3 separate regions of the Mus musculus genome follow, and regions 2 and 3 are each linked to region 1. Evidence: chromatin contacts called from public Hi-C and HiCAR-type data. All regions are on one chromosome and are shown on one strand. The core of a region is the stretch at or near the end of the contact, and the rest is flanking DNA. Distances in the headings are between cores, read along the strand shown.

Region 1 (4,192 bases), core at 782-3,281:
AAGGAGTAAATAAAGATGGTTAGAAAATTATCTGTTGTGTTAGAGTTGGAGAAAGAACTCTGACATCCTATTCTCTTCGTATTGTGAGTTAGTAAAGCATTCAATTTTGTTAGCCAGAAGACAGAATCAATTGTGAAAATGATTTGTAATTTCCCTTCTGGCAGGTATTGAAAGTAGAATTTTCTAAGTACAGAATTTTAGGATCAGAACATACTTTATAAAGTACAGCTATATTTCCTAGCCACACATATTTCAGATCTTGGAATGTCAAACATGCAAGTCTATCAACATCATTAATAGATGTACTGTAGCCGGGCGTGGTGGCACACGCCTTTAATCCCAGCACTCAGGAGGCAGAGGCAGGCAGATTTCTGATTTCGAGGCCAGCCTGGTCTACAAAGTGAGTTCCAGGACAGCCAGAGCTACACAGAGAAACCCTGTCTCAAACAAACAAACAAACAAACAAACAAACAAACAAACAAACAAAAAGATGTGATGTAACAGCTGATAATTACTCTTGAAGCAATATAGCTTATTAAAGCATTTTCAGTGGGGTAATGTTTCTAAATGTTTACTTTTTGTAACAAATCTTTTGACTGCCCCATCCCCCGATTTATTCATTTTATTTTATGTGTAGGAATGGTGTTCTCCCTGCAAGTATGTATCTGCCCCCCTACATGTAGTACCCATGGAGGTCAGAAGAGTCCATTCAATCCCCTGGCACTCATTTACAGGTGAATGTGAGCTACCACATAAGGTTTAAAAACAAGTCCAGTTTCTCTATAAGAGTCATGCACTCTTAAGAGCTGAGACATCTCTCCATCCCTCCTGCATAGGAACCTCTGGAAATCCTCATAGATACACTCAGAAGCAAGGCTTACCAATTGCTGAGTCAGTTCCTTCTCATTCTTTTATCTATACTCTTGCCTCACTGCCCTTCTTAACTCAAATTTACTTCCCAGGTTTGAGTTTTCTCAGCCAGTCTGAGGAAAGAGACCCTGTTTGTGGCGTTGTAGTAATCAGTTAGAAAACTGCCAAAGTACTAGTGCCTCGTGTTCTAATGTTTAATATGATTTCAGAGAAAATGGTTTATAAGTCATTGCTGATGGCTTGTAGCCGCCGTTTAAAATTGGGAGGTTTCTCTGTATGTTTTTTTTTTTTAATTTATTTCATTTCATGTGTGTGAGTGTTTTGCCTGCATGTATGTATATGCATCAAATGTGTGCCTGCAGCAGTGAGAAGAGGGCATCGAATCCATTGGAACTAGAGGTAGACAGTTGTGAGCCATCATGGGGGTACTGGGAACTGAACCTGGGTCCTCTGAAAGAGCAATAACTCTTAAGTTTCAAGTTATCTCTACAGCCCACAAATTCTTGAATAGAAGAATCACATCTTATGTGGGTATTGGATAATATGGCTACTCTTTACTTAAGAAAATTCTTTTATTTCACCATAAAGCAATGTGTGCATGGCTTTGAAGGAACATCTCCATTCAATAATTCTTGGAAAACTCTACCATACTTTCAAAAGGAACAAATGAGAAGCAGGAAGGTGTGTGTGTGTGTGTGTGTGTGTGTGTGTGTGTGTGTTTGTGAATTCTTCTCAATATAACCATTATGTTACCATAATAAGCATCTTTGAGGGTTCTGACATATTTCAGCTTGACTGTTGATTACATCACTGTTTTAATATTAAGCTTTTTCACAATCTTAATACTTCTATGGTTTGATTTATGCTCATAATAATTAATGAGGTAATTCTCCACTAGCACGGAGATCTTAGGCATCACCATAAGTCAACTGTAAAGGCTCCATCTGCAGCCTTTTTAGTGGAGGCAAATCTTGCCTGGAAATCAGAAGAGGTCATCCAGTTCCCTGGAACTGAGTTACAGATGATCATGAGCCACCACATGAACACTTACTCTGTTTCTGAAACTGGGCCATCTGTTTCCTGTTTCTCCGAGTTGATCTTCCTCCCTAAGCAACTGCTGAAGTCATGGCCACTGAATGAGTCACAGCTTCCTTGAGGGTGAACACGCATACATAGGCAGCCTGTCAAGTACGTGAGGGTGTGAGGAGACCCTGGTGACTCTCCACCTAGTCTGCTCTCCTCTACATATTTTGTTCTCAGTGTCCTTCCTCTCTCACTTGTTAGTCTGCACCTGGCTCTAGAGCAGCAAACAGGACATTGTTTCTCTAGTTTCTTTCCTAGAATTCCTGATGGATTTCAGCCAGAATGTTTTCTTTTTAAAACATGATAGTTTATAAACCTTTATTTCTTTATTTCTCATTCCATGCTTTCTAAGTGGAGTGAGGATTCCCAACCCTTCTAATGTTGCTTCCACATCATCATTCCTGCTCACAAAAGTCCTGTTCCTTTGAGGCTGACCCTTGCACTCTAATCTAATACCTCAGCTAGCATTTGAACATTGAACATTGAACATTGCTTCTGAGGCAGGCAATGTGTTAATCATTTTTTTAAAATACACTGTTCCTTTGAAAACTCAAAACCACATTGTATGGTAGGAACTACTCTTATCACATCTGTTCGAGGTTTATGAAAACTAGGAAACTCATTCTTACGTGTGTAACATGAGCAGAAGAGAGTGTAACTACTTGCTTTGTTGTGAGCTTTCAGTACATGTGAAGTGCTGGTCATTTACTGGTACTGTTGTTCCTGAGGGCCTTGTGAAAAGGGGGAAATATGGGCTGTAAGCCCTGGAAGTCTAGCTGTGGAATTCCTACCGTTAGTCATCAAGTAGGACCAGACAACATTCCTCTGGTATCTGTTAAGGGGTCTCTGCTTTACAGGTCAGGAGCAAATTCTTTGTAAGCATTCCTGAGCTATTCTATTCTACAATGTCTCGTTCTCTTTCTTGCTTTGTCTTGTTCTTTGCAACTTCTTCTCATTGTCTTATTCACTCACTACCCCTAAAGTTTCAGAGTTCCACTGCACTCCCACTTTGCAGCCTAGCTCACCTTGTCATTATTATCATTGTCACTGAGATGCCCACTACATCCTGTAATGCCACCAACAGTTCATTATCTGCCGTCTCTATCAGTCCCCTGTTTGGAAGATTGTTTTGTCTTCAAGTCACAACTCTCATTCTTGTAGATGCTCTCAGCTCCTTTATTCACCTATCAAATAGTTTTTTACCCTCTTCTTCCCTACTGGAACTTTAGTTCTTATAGAGTTAGGCTAGAATCTTGATCTACATCTTAGCAATTATGGATGGATGAAGAAAAATTGATATCCTGACTGCTTAATTGTTACATTAAATACATTTATCACCCTACTTAATGTCTTTAAACAGATTCTTGGCATTGCCTGACAGTGTTTGCTTTAATAAAGCCATTCTCAAGGGAACTGTTTTATACTTCCCCTTACTGCTGACCTTGTTGGTTATATCATTAAGAATATGGAAATACAGTGGTAGTGGGGAAGTCCGTCTTTCCATTGTTGGTCTGACAGAGCTACCCTGAAGTTGCTCCTGCCTCTGAGTTTCCTCTTCTTGTAGAGGAACCTTTTCTTTAGTTAAAGTTTACTCTTGCTTTCTGTGTTCTCTGTGTCTATAGAGGAAGTGCCCCCTCTTACATTAGAGCTCAGCTTTGCTTGTGATCTGGATCTGCGTCCTTACTAGCTTTTAGCCTGCTCTTAATTTCAAACACTCCTTTTCAATGGAGTCCTTCTTTCAGCATTGGGCAGTGTTCTGGGATAGTCTACCATCAAAGAACCACTGCCTTTGAGGCCACCCTTTCAATTCCAGGGACCTCGGATCCGAAGTGGCCTGCCTGCTTCTGTTCCCTGCTTCTTTCCTCCACATTACTTTGTCCCCACACCATTAATTCATTTTTATCTGGTATCTCTTTCACCTCTCCACTAAACAGCCTTTGCTGTTAAAATAGCCAATGTGTTCTGTTCTGCCCATCCCAAAGGATAGTATTTAGTCTCCACTGTGATGGCTGTACTTGTTCATTCAGCATCATGTTGTTTTGGAGAGACCATCCTTCAGACTCAATCTAAAGCAGTCTCTCCCTTCCATGACAGTGCACTATGGCATGACTTGGTTGTATTTTGTTCATAGGATGTATTCTGTGAGTTTATCTTGTTTGTGTATTTGCTCATTTATTCTCTGGGCCTCTCTTGTCTCTACCTAGAACTGTGCCTGGCACATCACAGACACTGAATAAAA
Region 2 (4,192 bases), core at 1,158-3,657, 230 kb before region 1:
TATACTTGGTATGAGAAAGATACTGTTGATATATATGTATTATACTTGGTATGAGAAAGATACTGTTGATATATATGTATTATACTTGGTATGAGAAAGATACTGTTGATATATATGTATTATACTTGGTATGAGAAAGATACTGTTGATATATATGTATTATACTTGGTATGAGAAAGATACTGTTGATATATATGTATTATACTTGGTATGAGGTCCTTTGCATCGTAGGAGAGAAGACATTGCTCCCCAGGGCTCTGAGCAACTTGTTCCTATTAATGCAACCAAGGTCTTGTCAGAATTCATTACACTCAGTCCAGAATTAATAATTTTATTAATTACATGTTAAGCAAGCCAAGTACTTGTTTGTTTTGCTGATTTCTTATTATAAGCTGATTACAGACCATTAATGTTCATTATATACTAAATTAGGTTTCGCATCTCCTGCAGCATATACTGGAAATAAGCAGTGAACACTTTGGGAGGAGTGGCTATAAAGGATGTCTGTTGCAAAGCTTTGGAAGCACGTACGTACTCAAGAGCCTTTTGCAATTATATATGACTCAAATATGAAGAGCTCTCAAGAGGGTTGTCCAAGTGAAGTTCTTAGAGTTGGTCAGAAAATAATTATGAAGTAATAACCGAGGAAAGAAAATAAAAGAAATAGATAGGAGTCTTGGAGACCAGTAACCAAGGGACAACATAGATCTCCCACATTGAAAAATGGCACGTATGGGCTGGAGGACTGTTCTTCCAGAGGTCTTGATTTCAATTCCCAGCAGCCATATGGTGGCTCACAACCATTTATTTATAAAGTGATCCTATGATATAAGAGCATACTGCATATCAGATACTTACATTATGATTCATAACAGTAACAAAATTACAGTTATGAAGTAGTAACAAAATAGTTTTATGGTTGGGGTCATCACAACATGGTGAACTGTATTATAGGATTGCAGCAGCATTAGGGAAGTTGGGAACTCCTGATCTAGAACCTTAGGTTATTGATAGGCAATAGAGGCACATCTACAAAATGCTTAAAATTCTGGGAGCTATCTGTTGACACAGAACGAGGAGAAAGGGCGAAAAGCTATGTTCTTACTGGTTTATTAGATGCTTATTGTGTGTTTTGATCTAAGTAAAGTTGAAGACAAATAGGTATAATTATTTTTCTATAAGAGGAATACATAACTTACATATTATTTTCCAGCTACTCACTTATGTATTTTAAAGTTGTTCTAATTTTTTTCCTGAAGAGTTGTTTCAACGGTTGTCCTAAGTTGGGTATTTCAGTTGTTATTTATCTGTTATCTAAAAACAAAGTAGTAAAAAAATTAGAAAGTGCCCCAATTCTTTTTGTTTTTTTTTTTTGAAAAAGGACAAAAATACTTAAATTCTGTCCTCTAAAAGGATCATTAAATGGCCCCATTCTGCATTCACATTATTAAGCTTATCAATAGCGACTAGGCTATTCACTTTGCATCGATATGAAGTGCTGACTGACATATAGTTTTCCAATTAGAAAGTTAAATTGCTTTTGAGGACTTGTTTTGGTTGTCCATCTCTCTTCTGTAGGAGACAAAGGGACCAGTAATGAGTAATTGCTATATCATGTACTAATGACACTTGTAAATACTCACCTTAGATGCCAACAGTACAGGAGGGAGGGACGCAGAGGAAGTTTCTAAGGTAACAACTGTAGTAGCCTTGAAAAATTACACCTTGCCATTTAAACCCATTTAGGAATAAGGAACCAATATTCCAAATGTCTTTTAGAAAATTAATTAAATAAAACTAAAATTCAGGAATGCACATTGCTGAGCAATATCAAACTAATAAGGCAGGTAGCCTTAAGTGATATAAACTTTCTTTCTGATACCATCATTTTGCTTTTATCATTTTCATGCTCAACTAAGTAGAATTTAAAGTTCTGCTCTCTGGTCTGGCGGAGGAAGACTTAGATAAGTACCTCTATCCCTCTCGAGAAAATTGGGAGCTAGGATCAGTTGCAATTGGAAGCAGAGTGTTCAAAGTTTTATCATGGGCATTGAAGACAGTCTTTCTGATGGCCAGGCTTTATTCGGGCTTTATTTCACTTCCATCTGTCCTTCTAACTTCAGAACAAGTGCTTTATGGGCTCATAAATTTCCTTCTCTGAAGCCTATTCCTTGAAAGCAGTTGTTAAATATCTTTTTTGAACTTTCCTGGATGCGTGAGTGTACCTTTTAACTGTTTAAGCTGAGTGGTAAGATTCGAAAGTTACTGGCTCAACAATATGTCCTGTGTTTTTTTTTTTTTTTTTGTTTTTTTTTTTTTTTTTTTTTACCGCGCAGAAAGGACTGGTAGACCACAGCACTGAAATTGCTCAATCTATCAGTTTCCAGCAGCTGGGGACTTGAGGCTTGTTTATCTTGCTTAAGGCCTCTCAAGCTAAGTGGAGGGCCTAAATGGCAAACCGTGGTTAGCTCTGTACAGTTTGCCAGGTAAATACCTGTTTCCTCTCATTTCTATTTGCTATCAGTCTGGTCCTTAGTGTGGCTACCTACACAAGGCAGGAACTACATTTCCCAGGTTCCCTGTTGTGACCTCCTAGTAGTCTCGACCAATGAAAGGTACTAGTAGATGCTGGGCAGAGGAGTAGGAGAAGCCACCATGTGTTTCCCCTCTATTTACTGTATTTCCTTCGTGGATACAACCTTGTTGGGCCATTTCTTTTCTGTAAGATGTCAGTCCACTAGAAGTCTAATGCACGTTTTGACTCTTATTTCTGATATGTTGCAATACAACTTCTGCCTGTGTCTTTCAGTTTCTGCTTGATGCGGTGACTTTTGAATTGTCATCCCATTCTACCACGCGGTGTAGCCTCTCAGTCCTGTCCATCTACAATCTGTGGATAATTGCCTGGCTTAGGTGTTGTTTTTACTTTGATTTTGTTATTTGGTGGTTTTTTGAGATTGAGTAATCCCGGGCTCTCTTGTAAGAGTTATAAAGGTAACGAACAGAAATAACACCAGAGGAATTCTCACTTCCTGCTATTCCTTTTGCTGTGCATCCGGTTTCTATCTAGGAATCTTAATGTATTTGTTATCAGAAAGGAAAAGGGTTTTTTTTTTTTTTTTTTTTTTTTTTTTTTTTTTTTTATGTCTTCTCTTTAGTTATAGGGCCCATGAGTATTTTATAAGAAAGGTCACTAGGGAGCCATCTAGTGACTTTTGCTTAGGGCAGTGGGAATTGGCACTTGGTTTTGATTTTTTATCCCAGAAGGAAAAAAAAAAACTCAGAAAAAAAACAAAGAAAAACCAACCCATACATCTTACTGCTAAGTCCTGTAGTCATACCTCCTGCCCCATGCCCTGCTTTCACATCATGGATGAAAAGGTAACTTCTGGGGAGGGGGAGGGGTGGGTGTGTTTCCCTTTCCCTTCATGCCCTTTACTTCAAAGTAGAACAAACCATTTACTTTAACAGGTATTCAAGTTTCGTTTCAAACAGAATGTCCTCTACAGTTAATCAATACATAAAACCTGTGAAGACATCGCTGCTGCTCCTGCCTGAACATGCTGGAGCCCTCTTTAAAGAATGAGCTGAGTACGTGCGCCAAGAATGCTTTTTGGTTTTGTGGTTTTTATCTGATCTCTGGGAGAGGTTAAAAGCCTAAATATACAATGTGCAAAGTCTGAAACATCTCTTAATGTGAGCATCACTGTGTGAAGGAGACCAGAGAGAAGAAAGTGATCTATACCACTTTCTTAAAGCAGCCAAAGAAATTGATGACCTTGTTAAAATTCATTATGTCTATCTACCTTTTAATCATGATTTTGACATCCTATACTGTTTTTTTATCTGGTACTTAAAGAAATTCTGTATATTGATTTATAATAGTGACAAAAGTCACTTTCGGATTTCTGTAGGGACTGATTAATACCTCCAAAATCCTTTGTTTTTTTTCTCCCTCTTTGTTCTGTAGCCATTTATATTAGCACCTGCTCCAGAGGTTGGTGACAAGAAGATAAGGTGGCTTAGGGGGAAATTGTAATAATTCATTTGTGTCACCAGTTAGAGTGGCTGAAGAAAGGCTAGCTGGGGAAAAGAAAGCTGAACTTGTTTGGAAAAAAATGTAACAACATCATTATTAATGACTTTCCTTCATTGCTGGAATTCTTTGTCCCATTACCAGGGTGGATTATAG
Region 3 (4,192 bases), core at 1,143-3,642, 140 kb after region 1:
GCCTCGAAGATATGGGTACAGGGGAAAATTTCCTGAATAGAAAAGCAATGGCTTGTGCTGTAAGATTGAGAATTGACAAATAAGACCTCATAGAATTGCAAAGCTTCTATAAGGCAAAAGACACTGTCAATAAGACAAAAAGGCCACCAACAGATTGGGAAAGGCTCTTTACCAATCCTAAATCATATAGGAGACTAATATCCAATATATGTAAGGAACTCAAGAAGATGGACTCCAGAAAACCAATAACCTCATTAAAAAATGGGGCACAGAGCTAAACAAAGAATTCTTAACTCAGGAATATCGAATGGCTGAGAAGCACCTGAAAAAATGTTCAGCATCCTTAATCATCAGGGAAACACAAATTAAAACCACCTTGAGATTCCACCTCATACCAGTCAGAATGGCTAAGATCAAAAATTAATGTGACAGCAGATTCTGGTGAGGATGTGGAGAAAGAGGAACACTCCTCCATTGTTGGTGGGATTGCAAGCTTGTACAACCACTCTGGAAATCAGTCTGGTGGTTACTCAAAAAATTGGACATAATACTACCAGAGGATCCCACAATACCTCTCCTGGGCATTTATCCAGAAGATGTTCCAACTGGTAATAAGGACACATGCTCCACTACACTTATAGCAGCCTTATTTATAATAGCCATAAGCTGGAAAGAACCCACAAGTCCCTTGACAGAGGAATGGATACAGAAAATGTGGTACATTTACACAATGGAGTACTACTCAGCTAATAAAAAGAATGAATTTATGAAATTCCTAGGCAAATGGATGGATCTGGTGAGTATCATCCTGAGTGAGGTAACCCAGTCACAAAAGAACTCACATGATATGCACTCACTGATGATTGGATATTAACTCAGAAATTTAGAATACTCAAGATACAATTTGCAAAACATGTGAAACTCCAGAAGAATGAAGACCAAAGTGTGGACACTTTGCCCCTTCTTAGAATTGGGAACAAAACACCCATGGAACGAGTTACAAAGACAAAGTTTGGAGCTGAGATGAAAGTATGGACCATCCAGCGACTGCCCCACATGGGGGCCCATTCCATAATCAGCCACCAAATGCAGACACTATTGCATAGGCCAGCAAGATTTTGCTGGAAGGACCCTGATATAGCTGTCTCTTGTGAGGCTGTGCCAGTGCCTGGCAAACACAGAAGTGGATGCCCAAAGTCTGCTATTGGATGGAACACAGGGCCCCCAATGGAGGAGCTAGAGAAAGTACCCAATGAGCTGAAGGGCTCTGCAACCCTATAGGTGGAACAACAATATGAACTAACCAGTTCCCCCGGAGCTTGTGTCTCTAGCTGCATATGTATCAGAAGATGGCCTAGTCGGCCATCAGTGGAGAGAGAAGCACCTTGGTCTTGCAAACTTTTTATACCCCAGTACAGGGAAAACACCAGGGCCAAGTAGTGGGAGTGGGTGGGTAGGGAAGGGGGGTGGAGGAGATAGGGGACTTTTGGGAAAGCATTTGAAATGTAAATGAAGTAAATAACTAATAAAAAAGTGGAGAAAAAAATTTAGCACCAAAATATTCCCGATAAATTTACTTAAATGCAGTGAGTCATTTAAATTTGTTCATTACAATATCTTTTGTGGCTAAACATAGCTTTCTCTATATGAACCATCTTGTGGAAGCAAATTAAATTTGGTATGTGATCTTTTCACGACAATAACATTTAATCTACAGCTGAACAAAGAGAAACTTTGATTTCTTTTGTTTAGGGACAAAGTGCCTTGTGTTGTGTTCTGTATGATGGTATGTATTCATCTGTTTCTGTTGGTCAATCCCAGTGATTAGAGCAAACAGGTCAAGTTCAGACTTCCCATGTGATGTAAAATATAGCCCCTTATTGTAGACCTGCACTCAGGTCCCAAAACTAAATAATACTGTAGAAAACTGTCAATTCTAAAACCGGTCTGATTGATAGTTTCCATTGACATCTCTATTTTTATTTTTTGCTTTAGGGAAAATCACTTTCTTTTCAAAGTTTCCTATGAGCAAGTTTGCTTGAAGGATTATAGATAATTTATTAAGAGCATTGACCATTTTGAGTGTCGAAGTGGGAAGACATAGAGGAAGTATTTTCTGTCCTGATCAAACTTTGGGGATTAGCTGGAAGAATGCTGTTCTCAGGTTAAAAGCAAAAAGGGGCCATTGAAGGCATGGCAGGGCTGAGTAGAACACTCAGCACCTCTGCTCCCTAAACTGCCAGACTGTATTATAAACATTACCTAGAATTTTAAAAACAGTCTTTTAATTAGCTGTAGATTGTTTCTAGAAATGAATCATATGACATCTGGGGAAATACCTCCAGGGGTTTGAAACAAAATTTCTATTAGTCATGAGCAATAGGATGAGCTGTAAAACCACATCTGGAGAATTATATTTCAAAAGACTCATCCATTTTACTCTGATATCACCAGGTGCTGAGCCAGGTGTTTTACATAAATTATCTCATTTGTTTTCTCAGGCTGTGTTAAGGTGAGTATTGTTAATCCCATTTTATAGATAAAGAAACAGAGACTTACAATGGATAAAGGGTTGCCTAGTATTCCATAGATAGGGTCACATTCTCTCCCCCAGAACAGAAATCTAGGGCATATTTAAAGGTGAAACATGAAAGGCATGATAAACTCAGACAGTAGTTACTGTGTGGTTGGAAACAAAAAACCCAGTGCAGCCTGAAGTAGGGGGAACACTTTTGGTGATGATACATGGCAGAGAAGTGGAAATGTGATGGGTGTGTGTACTGGGTGACAAGGCTGCCTGGACAGAATGATATGGAAGAGACTAGCCAGGCTGGAAAAAAACTACATATGCTGTTAGGTAAATAGGTGGATCTGGGAAATTATAGATGTGGCTTAAGGACTGCCTCGCTGGCCTAATGCCTCTTGATGGATGTAGTTTCAAGCACATGCAGGTTTAAAATAATTTAGCTTTGATTGCCTGTGGATGGAAGTTGAGTTTTTGGAAAGCAAAATGTATTTTCTTCCCTCCTGGGAGCCTTGTGTACTGCATCAAAAGCCTAAATTAAAGGAATTGCATTGGCTTGTGTGTGTTGATAAAGTTACTATTTAAAGCAAACAGAAGACTTCAATTTTTCAAAAAAGGAGATAGTTGGACGATAGAAAATCGGTAAGCTTGGACACCTGCTCTGAATTCTTATTGGCATTTAGAAAGGGAATGAGTTATGTAAAAGTTGTTTGAAATGTTTCCTTTGATAGATGGAAGATATTCATACCATAGTCTATAAAAAGGGATGTAATGAATTGACTAAATGATGTGGTAATTTCTATACAGTACAGAACCGGGCTTTTACTGGGATTTCATAGTATGGTGATTCAGAGAAATAGACTCACAAGTGTATGGCAGTGTTGCAGACTGAAGAGGATTCTTGTTCAGAGGCTCAAAGATAGGCATAGACATGGCAGGGGGATCTGAGGTAGCAGTATTTGTATGTGAGAAAGCCTGTTCTTGAGGAAGGAATGTGACTCCTTTCCCTACTGAGGGATGGATGGGGCTGAGAGTGCAAATTTCAGAGGTAGCCCCAAGAGGAAAAGCAGTCATCTGAAGAATGCCTATGGGTTGGAGTCTAGAAGGTTCTTTTTGACTGGTAGCTGATTCTCTGTGAACTGGGACAATAGAGGTGTTATCAGTGTGACTACTCCAGTGAGTTTAAGAAGTAAAGATCATAATGATAGCTATTGGATTGGTTTTGGAATCAGTAGGAAAATATAGGAAAAAAATTGGCTTTCTGACAATACTGTGGTCTCAGAACGATGCAAAGCAAAGTAATTCAAGAAAGAGGCTACCTTTCCTTGTCAGTAACATGACCGTAGTCAGGGAAACAGCCTTGATTTGTGATTGGTGCAGCCATATTCTCAATGTCGACATAATTGTGACCCAATTGTTGGTGGAAGTTAGAAACATCTGTAGCAAGACAATATGCTCTGACGGGAGGAAACCCTTGGAAAGACATTCAGTGTGTCTCATCAGGAAACATCACATGTTTGGAGGAGGTGACACAGCCTACCTATCATCATTTGTATTCTTTACTTTTTTTTTAATTAGGTACTTACTTCATTCACATCTCCAGTGTTATCCTAAAAGTACCCCCCTCTCCCACCTACCCACTCCCACCCACCCACTCCCACTTCCCAG

The links. Hi-C and Micro-C count contacts between places; a contact is called where the count stands out from the background. HiCAR-type assays count read pairs that join an accessible place to other places.
Region 2: a Hi-C map of granulocyte-monocyte progenitors shows a contact between it and region 1, with 1.9 times the contacts expected there. The contact joins two enhancer-like sites. A contact is called at or near these places in 4 of 484 Hi-C or Micro-C datasets (CD4 T cells, granulocyte-monocyte progenitors, peritoneal macrophages and 1 more) and 1 of 115 datasets of contacts at active chromatin or transcription factors (microglia).
Region 3: a contact with region 1 is called in a HiCAR-type map of Th17 cells, with 4 times the contacts expected there. The contact joins two enhancer-like sites. A contact is called at or near these places in 1 of 15 datasets of contacts at CTCF or cohesin (CD8 T cells) and 3 of 115 datasets of contacts at active chromatin or transcription factors (CD8 T cells, Th17 cells and Th2 cells).

Annotation. Positions count from the first base shown.
Region 1 is chr10:54,115,995-54,120,186 of GRCm38.p6, forward strand. No RefSeq gene overlaps it. Among named protein-coding and RNA genes, the nearest start is that of Gm16998, 42 kb to the left of the region's middle. Within about 2 kb of position 2,032, at least 185 of the 459 cell types and tissues checked have an H3K27ac peak or open chromatin away from gene starts, as enhancers often do. A contact at or near this core is called in Th17 cells, Th2 cells and granulocyte-monocyte progenitors, where this site is marked.
Region 2 is chr10:53,886,119-53,890,310 of GRCm38.p6, forward strand. No RefSeq gene overlaps it. Among named protein-coding and RNA genes, the nearest start is that of Fam184a, 140 kb to the left of the region's middle. Within about 2 kb of position 2,408, at least 54 of the 459 cell types and tissues checked have an H3K27ac peak or open chromatin away from gene starts, as enhancers often do. A contact at or near this core is called in granulocyte-monocyte progenitors, where this site is marked.
Region 3 is chr10:54,252,714-54,256,905 of GRCm38.p6, forward strand. No RefSeq gene overlaps it. Among named protein-coding and RNA genes, the nearest start is that of Gm26177, 57 kb to the right of the region's middle. Within about 2 kb of position 2,393, at least 11 of the 459 cell types and tissues checked have an H3K27ac peak or open chromatin away from gene starts, as enhancers often do. A contact at or near this core is called in Th17 cells and Th2 cells, where this site is marked.